3 separate regions of the Drosophila melanogaster genome follow, and all the other regions are linked to region 2. The links are chromatin contacts, called in public Hi-C maps. All regions are on one chromosome and are shown on one strand. The core of a region is the stretch at or near the end of the contact, and the rest is flanking DNA. Distances in the headings are between cores, read along the strand shown. Region 1 holds the start of CG5151. Region 2 holds the start of lncRNA:CR44526 (long non-coding RNA:CR44526). Region 3 holds the start of CG3764.

What was found. Hi-C and Micro-C count contacts between places; a contact is called where the count stands out from the background.
Region 1: a contact with region 2 is called in a Hi-C map of the Kc167 cell line, with 2.6 times the contacts expected there. A contact is called at or near these places in 2 of 107 Hi-C or Micro-C datasets (the Kc167 cell line and the S2 cell line).
Region 3: a contact with region 2 is called in a Hi-C map of the S2 cell line, with 6 times the contacts expected there. A contact is called at or near these places in 3 of 107 Hi-C or Micro-C datasets (the Kc167 cell line and the S2 cell line).

Annotation. Positions count from the first base shown.
Region 1 is chr3L:16,163,367-16,166,093 of dm6, reverse strand. It overlaps CG5151, which reads left to right and starts at 1,393. Exons shown (of 5, transcript NM_001259861.2): 1 at 1,393-2,425.
Region 2 is chr3L:8,691,410-8,694,127 of dm6, reverse strand. lncRNA:CR44526 (long non-coding RNA:CR44526) reads right to left here and starts at 1,425. Exons shown (of 1, transcript NR_124833.1): 1 at 937-1,425.
Region 3 is chr3L:17,011,196-17,013,895 of dm6, reverse strand. CG3764 reads left to right here and starts at 1,331. Exons shown (of 7, transcript NM_001275048.1): 1 at 1,331-2,507. The coding sequence starts at 2,230. CG6664 reads left to right here. Exons shown (of 5, transcript NM_168710.3): 5 at 1-1,010. The coding sequence ends at 446.

The sequences.
Region 1 (2,727 bases), core at 144-2,643, 7.5 Mb before region 2:
ATATGATACAAATACTGCTAGTAAGCAAAATGAGTCATTTAAAAACGGTCTGCAATTTGATGCACATACCTCATTAAATTTAGAAGCAAGATTATAAAATATGCAAACCAATATTCTATCAATCAAATATCGAATACCGTTATGCAATAGAGCATACAAACTTTACGATACCCATTACTGAAATTACAAATTCATTACCTCTAGGTATTATAGGCCTATGGGATTTCTGCGTAATTACTTCACTCACATCAACTAATTAAAATTGAATCAACAAATCGCAAACGGGTCAAATTGTTTAAATTTAAATTTATTACTTTGTGATAGGGCATTCAAATGATATACCCCACTATCACCCAGTAATGGGAGCGCAAAAAAAAGGTCGAAACGCGTATCATCAAAGGAATGTCACATGTGAATCATATCATTAAAAATAAATCCAAACAAAAATAAAATAAAGGCGAAATAAAGCTGCATAAATAAATTTAATTAACGTGCGGTTGCCGGCGCCCCTTACCCCCGCAGCTCCACCACCCCGACCGCCCGTCTGACACTTTAATTTCTTGGACTTTGCACGGCGGCTCAAGTCGGCAAACAGAAAAACCGCAAAAAAATCGAGTGACAATGAGCTAACCGAAATTTAGCTTAACAACAACAAAAAAAAGCGAAATAAATATTTATACGCAAATAAAAGCCTGGCAAGTGGAGTAAGATGAAAAAGTGAATACAAATTGTGTGGGGCATAATATGAGACGAAATGAGAGGGTATAATTTATAACCCATAAACGAAGCTACTCAAGAATATATGTCAAATTGAATAATTAAAAATGTTAACCGTTTTAACAGTTGCTAGCACCACTGAATTCGAAAATAAACAATTAATTGATACTGAATATAAATACAAAAAATTATATAAAAATGAATAAAGCTTTTATAATTGTTATTTTTCTCAAATTATAAAAAGGAAACTAATAAAAAACTAAAACGATGCATTTATAATAATATGAAATGATGTATTATACAAATATTTAATCGTCAGCTGAAAATAAATGTAATATTTATATAGAGAAAAGGTTTTATAAAAACGGGAAATCCCTGGTCAAGTTTCTCGACTATCTCATACCCGTTAATCAGCTTGAGGTAGTGTACGAGTAACGGGTATAAAAACATATCATACTAAAATACATTTGTGCATCGAACAACAAAAGAGTTGGGTTAATTTTTGTTAGAAACTTCCAATTACCTCGTTCTCTTTGCGCCTACTCTTTTTCACTCTTCTGCGCTCTCTTGCGCGCTCTGCCACCCCAAAAACTTGTTTCGTTGTCATCGTTTCGTTCGAGTCCGATTTGTATTTGTATTTGCACCAAAGCGCCAAAAACTCTCCGACGCTGCGGACGTGTGTGTTTTTTCGTTCGCCGCCAAAAAAGCAACAAAAATGCCAGCGATCGGCCACAACAACAACAGCAGAATGGATAATGTTTGTGTGTCGTGCTTGTGATTGTGCCTTAGTTTATTGGGAACCAAGTGATTGATTCGAAACTAAATAAATAAATAAGTAACTGGAGGTTTAGCAACAACACGGCGGCGTTACGTCATGGCTGTCGCCATTGTTGTTGTTGCGTTGGCATACTTTCGATGCTAGTGTATGAGGGAAAACAATTGTTTTGCGCTTTTCGCCTGCGATAATTATTAAAATAAAACCAAGAGAGAGAGAGAGAGCGCGATTGAGAGAGAGGCAACTTTGTTCCGCTGCTACCCGTTCCGCTCTCGCTCTGTGGTGAAGGTGAAACGTGCGAAATCGCAATGGAATATCGAGTCGGAGTCGTGTGTTTTTCCGCTTACGCTCATTGAAACTTTGCGTGCTTTTCGGTTAAGTTCGTTCCGTGCGCGCTGGAAATAAATTAAACTCGAGCAGAAAACACCCAGAAAAGCAGTAGGAAACGCCAACAAAAAAATATGACAACAAGCCAGAGTTCTTACACTGAGCAAGCAGCAGCCAAACAAAGTGAAGCAAAATAAGCAGCAGCAAATAATAAATAAATACACAAAGCCAACATATTCAACTCACACACACACACACATAGCCAGCGTTCCTGTACTCAAAAGCATTCCTAATCGCCGCAGAAAAAATAACAACAAGCATCAGAAAGCAGAAATAACATCAACAAAAAATTCAACAAAAATAACAGCAAATAAACAAATTAAAGAAAATTAAGTTAAAATCGAAATTGAAACCATGTATATAAGTGTTGCTTAGATAAATTCGACGAAAAAGTGTCACAAAAAGTGTCAAGTTAAAACAAATATTAGGAAATTTATGCCTCCAACATAGCGCAATTCCTAAATCAATTGTAATCTAAAAAAAAAATAGTTAAAGCCAATACACAAGTAAAAATCGAAATAAGAGCGAGTATCACGTCGATATAAGGTGAGCGAAGCACTTTTTTATTGGGAAAAACCTTTTTTTTAAGCCGATTAGCCATAAAAGCACAACGTAATTGAACTTTGGAGCTGCAAAAGTGTGCCCAATATTCGATAGCCGCACTGTGTGCGCTATCTAATTATAAGCTATTCATATTCCATCCAAAATCTGCTCTCTATAAATCGCATTCCGGCGACTTCCTGTCAACACTCACACACCAGCGCAAAAACAAAGCGAAAAACAATAAAAAATCGTAGGAAGAGCTACGAAATCCAGTCAAAACCCGTCCACTGTCCACATAAATGCAA
Region 2 (2,718 bases), core at 176-2,675:
ATCAAATGATATATAAATTATATGGAAAAAAATACAATAAACCACAACGAAGCGTGTGAATTCAGCTGCAGTCGCGTGGTCTATGACAGGCTTATGACAAAAGCGCGGCGCGTGTGGCTCAAAGTGGCTCAGAGTTGTTGCTCGGCGGTTCAGTGGCTCAGTGGCTCAGTTGCTCAGTTGGCTTAGAGTGGCTTAGAGTGGGGCCCGTCTGTGGCCCCCTATCCCCCCACCCTCCCCTGTCGAGCGTAGCCACCATTTGGCGTCTCCAACGGCATCTCCGACTGGTTTTTGTCTCAGGCGATATTTGCTTTATTTTCCTACCTTTATTTATGATTATTTTTAACTCTTATTTCTTTTTTTTTGTGTTGTTTTTGCCTTGGCTTTGGCAAACACACGCTTGTTGGCTAATTTTTCTTGTGGCTTGCTTTCTTTTTTTGCGGCGGGGGAATTCCAGAAACGTTCGCGATGCGGTCTGGTCCCCCTTTTTGGCCCCTTGGTGGTTAACATTTTAATGCCAAACGGCCAGACAAGCGACGACGGATGGCACAGACTCGACACGCTGCAAATTCTAATTAATGACAGTTTTAGACATTTTTGAGCTAGACGGCGCCAAAGACAAAGCCAGCAAAAACCAAAAAAAAAAAAAAAAATAAAAAACACTAAGCTCGACTCGAAAGAGCAGCATCTAAAAAATATCGATTTTGAATGTATGAGGTGTCTGTGTAGATTCGAGACCCCAGGGCATGTCTGGCCAAAAAGCTGATGAAAGAGGCAACGGATCGTATCGGATGATCGTGTTATATAAAGAAGGGATTTTCTAATGGCCAAGAAGAACTAATGATCGATCGGTGGACTCTCAGCTTGTGTGGCTTAGTATTGCAAGTTGAGCGATGTTTTAATTTTGTATCTTTCAAATCCATCAAAAACAAATCACTTAAAGTCGTCGGACTTATAATTATTATATATATGTAAGTTCTTGCTAGGGGAAATATTCAATGATTATTTAGTTACATGATATCATTAATAATCTGGACCAAAGGCTTTTGGAAAATATTATCATAAAGTTCCGTGTTGTAATCCAATCGTAATCCAAGTCAGTTCCGCAATGCAATCGAAGTCAATATCATAGCATTGCTCAGTGGGATTTCGAGATTCCCAGAAATCCAACTAAGTCGTCCGACATCCTGTAATCTGTGATCCGCATGAGTGCCAGTCATCGAATCGAAATCTAATGGAAATCAATGGCGACTGGTGACTCACAGCCCGTTGGACTTTAAGGTGGGTGGCCGGTGGGAGCGTCGGGAGGTGGGCCGCTTGGCAAGGTCGTTGCGTCAGCGTTCCACGATGACGTCGGTCTTCGCACTTTGCTCCGCCGGGTGATTGCATGTGCCAGCCGGAGACTCGGCAGCTGTCTGTGACAGGTTCCCGATCTGGTTGCCGTTCCAGCGCTTTCGACGGGTAACCACATTGCCCGGCTGATAAGCTGTTTACGACGACCGACGTCTTGGGCCTCGGCAGACAATCAGTCATATATTACTTTATATATTTATGTGTGTGCATGTGTGGCACGGCATGCCGGCGTCTTATCAGAGTGTTCACTGTGCGAGGAGGCTAATGGTGAAATTAACGACGGGGCTCGTGCTTCGCATTGCAGCGCACGTAGACGCCTTCGAACTGTGCACTGAAAAAAACTGTTAGGTTCTTGCTTTAAGATACGAAAATACATTTTACCATGTGTTGAAAATAAGTAAATATACAATCAATAAGTTTACAGTATATATTCAAAGTTTTTAAAGTACTGGGTATAGACAAGTAAATAATAAGAATCTACGGTCTTAATAAATGTAAATCAATTATATTGATTTAAAATATATTATTATTTACTTGGTTAAAGATATTGTAAAACCTGTTTGAGATTAAAAAAAATAGCATTTATTATAAGAAATTTATTTACATAAAACGAACCGACTCACAATATATAAAAGGGGGAACTCCCTTCTTTGCGTTTCTTATTACTCATTGCTGGAAAAACTATATTAGAAGACCTGTCTCAATCATATATCACTATGATAAGCGTAAAGCTCATTCTAAATTTGCTCAGTGTATTTCTTACACCCCGTCAAGGAGTACGTGGTGCGGTGCATGGGATCCGCGGTCGGATGGTCTGGCCTTATCTGGCTGCCCGGGCCGACTTTAGTCAGCAACTAAGGGCTAGGCCAACACTTGTGCTTTCAATGTTTGTATGTGGGTCACATCGTTTCGACTTTCGATTAAAGACTTTGACGTCAGCAGCTGGCTGCCGGAACTCGAGCTGGAATCAGCGTACAGAGATCGTACGATGCATGCAATCAGCATGATTCGTCTGGGCAATGGTACACCCACCCCATCCGATATCCCTTACAGTCTAACGGTCGCAAATCTAATCGCGTTAAACTATAAAGAATTTCCTTTTTTTGGGGCTCGACTCATTTCCGGATGGTGATACCTTGCTATATCCCCATAACACCCATAGCACCATATTCCACGTTCCAGGTTGAATGTGAGTGCTAAAATTAAAATCTTACCACGATACTAGCCTATCAATTACTATCGCTAATGCGATGACCTTATATGGAGCATTTTTAGTTTTGCGGAAACACTTAATGGGCTTATCAAGGGAAATGTGTAATTGATGGTTTGCTGAGCAATTGTAAAACTAATAAAGGAAATGCCTCATGG
Region 3 (2,700 bases), core at 82-2,581, 8.3 Mb before region 2:
CACTGCCAACGCCCATGCTGGGCCTGAACACTTCCGCACCGAACGTGCTGACCTCAACCAACCCACTGCTGGGCATTTTGGGAACCGGCAGCTCCTCATCGTCCGCGTCCGTATCAGCTGGGAATGCCGCTGGCGGCTTTCTCTCGAATCTGGGAGGCGAACGCCTAAGCCTTGGCTCGTCAAATTCGGCTGGCGGCAGTGCCACCTTCTTGGCCGGCGGTGGAGGTGGAGGTCTGCTGGCCCAGCTCACTAGCCACTCCAGCGCTTCGTCGTCGTCGTCCAATTTGATGAACATCAGCCTGAACAACTCGTCCAGCGGCAATCTTGTTAACAGCAGCAGCAACTCCTCACTGTCGGCGTTTACGCCAACCAATCCGCCCAGCTCGGCGGCCACGGCCTTTATCCAGCCAGCCAGTCCAATGGACACGTCCACCTGCAAGGACTAGGAGGATGCAGTAGCTCTCGCACAGGGATACAGAAAAATCATGACTTATTCACACACTTTCACACGAAAACACACTATATTCATAAACACGCACGCATGCAAGCAACCAGTTTAACGATCCTAAAAACATAAGAAAACACAGAAACAAAAGATGAGAAAGTAACTATCGTAAGCTTCTCCAGGGCGACTCAAAGTCGCCACATTTATATATGGTTAATATGTATATGTATGTTCTATTTGATCAAAATCTCTTAAAACCTTTCAATAACGGAATTCCTAGGCGAACGAATATTTAGCGCTAATGTTTAAGATTTGAATGTTTTTCTAATTTCGCTCGGTTCCAGTTAAAGTTAAGTAAAACACAGCTAATAATGAGATATGGAGGATATAGAGGATGAGAATGAGGATGGACAGCACACGCTAACCAGATCGTATGAATTTATAAAAAGGGTGAATTCTATTCATGTCGAAACCATTTTCCCACAATTCCTTCGCATGTGGGCCTAAAAAATTTTGAAGTATGTTTATGTAAGCCAACAAAAATAAAGTTCAACAATTTAAAATTAAATAAAAATTCGTCCAGAATTTTTTTAAATTAAATTTTGTTTAAATTCGAGGTGCAAGGTTTTCAAAATTGTAGAAAGTACAACTGTAGACACTACAATATATGAATTGTAAACATCATCTGATAGGTTTTTTTAAAATATGTTTTCAGAAATAACATTTTTTTCTTTTGACGAACCACAAGAACAAGAATTTTCGAATTTCCGTTAAATGCACGACAAATGGTGGGGCAACACTTAAAGTATCCCCTAAAACTGCCTTCATACTTCTGCCACTTGGCGTGCACACACTGGCGCGCAGCTGCAGCTAACTTCGCGTTGCAAAATGCTCTTGTGTTGTTTGTGTTTGTGATTGTAAATAAAGGCCAAACAGTCAGCGCGAAGCGTTAAGACCAAAGACTAACCTTTGGGCCAGGCCAAAAAGCGGAGTGTAACACCTCGAGCGAGAGCAAACAAAGCCGCAAAGTGTTCAATTAAAATAAGTGACTTGACTTTGATCTGAGAACCGAGAGAAAGACGGTGAAATAGGTGGGCAGGAAGTGGGAAGTCAATGATAAATGACAACAAAAAAGTGTGTATTGGCCAAAAGAAGCTCGCATTGGTAGCAACGACAGAAAACCATTTACACACACTCAAACAAACAAACACAGATGGTGCTCTTTAAACGCTGCTGCCGCTCTCCCTCTCTTTCACTCACACACATTTAACGACTGCGACGCGTCTCTTGCAAACTTTTTAAAGCGGACGCCAGCGATATTCGGTTCTCATTTCGATGTGGAACGGTAAAGAACCTGTGTCGCTTCCGCAGCCGATTCGCGAAAATAACACAAAAATAGCCATATATTATTTTTGCTCAATCAAATAAATTCCACTGCAAGTGCGTATGTGTGTGTTTGTGTACAGGAAGAGATCAGATAGATCAGAAGCAGTGCAAGAAAGAAAAGTGCAAAGCGAAAGTTTTGGTTTTGATTGTGCAGCATCCGCCATCTCGCTCTGGCAGGCGCGCGTGTAACGGTAGACGTCTCTTTCGCCAACAACAACAGCAACAACCACTCATTCCAAGGAAAGCGAAAAGTGCGCCCTTGTTTGTGTGCGTGCGTGTCTGTGTTTTATTTCCATTTCCACACAAAATCAGAAATAAATTCAATATTCGATCTTCGATTCTGAGATTTCGATTGGCCAGATGTGTTTATTAACAGATTGCGGACATCGTGTCTTATTATGGCCCTATTGAATAAACTCTTCTTTCCGTCGGCAACACCAACAACACCAGCGAATTTAGCGGCAGCGCCCACGCTGACCGCAGCGTCCGCAGCAGCAGCAGCGCTAATTAATAGCCAAACAACAACAGCAACTACAGGAACAGCAACATCAGCTACTACAACAACATTGCCGGCACGTACAGCTCACGCCTCTGCCGGCGTCGCTGCCACGGCCTCTGCTGGCAATAGTTCGTCGTCCGCAAAAGCTACAAAACAAACTTCGCGAAATTATCTAAGGTAAGTGTTTATCTTTTTAACAACAAAACTGCCTAACACCCGGTATTAGTGTATCGATAAAATGCGCGCACAACAAAGGGGGAAAATAGGTGCAGCTGCAAAATCACTCGGAAGCACATACATTCACACAAAGAGAGACGTGCGAAAAGGCGTTCTCATGATGCGTTTCACACTATACATATGTATGTATGTA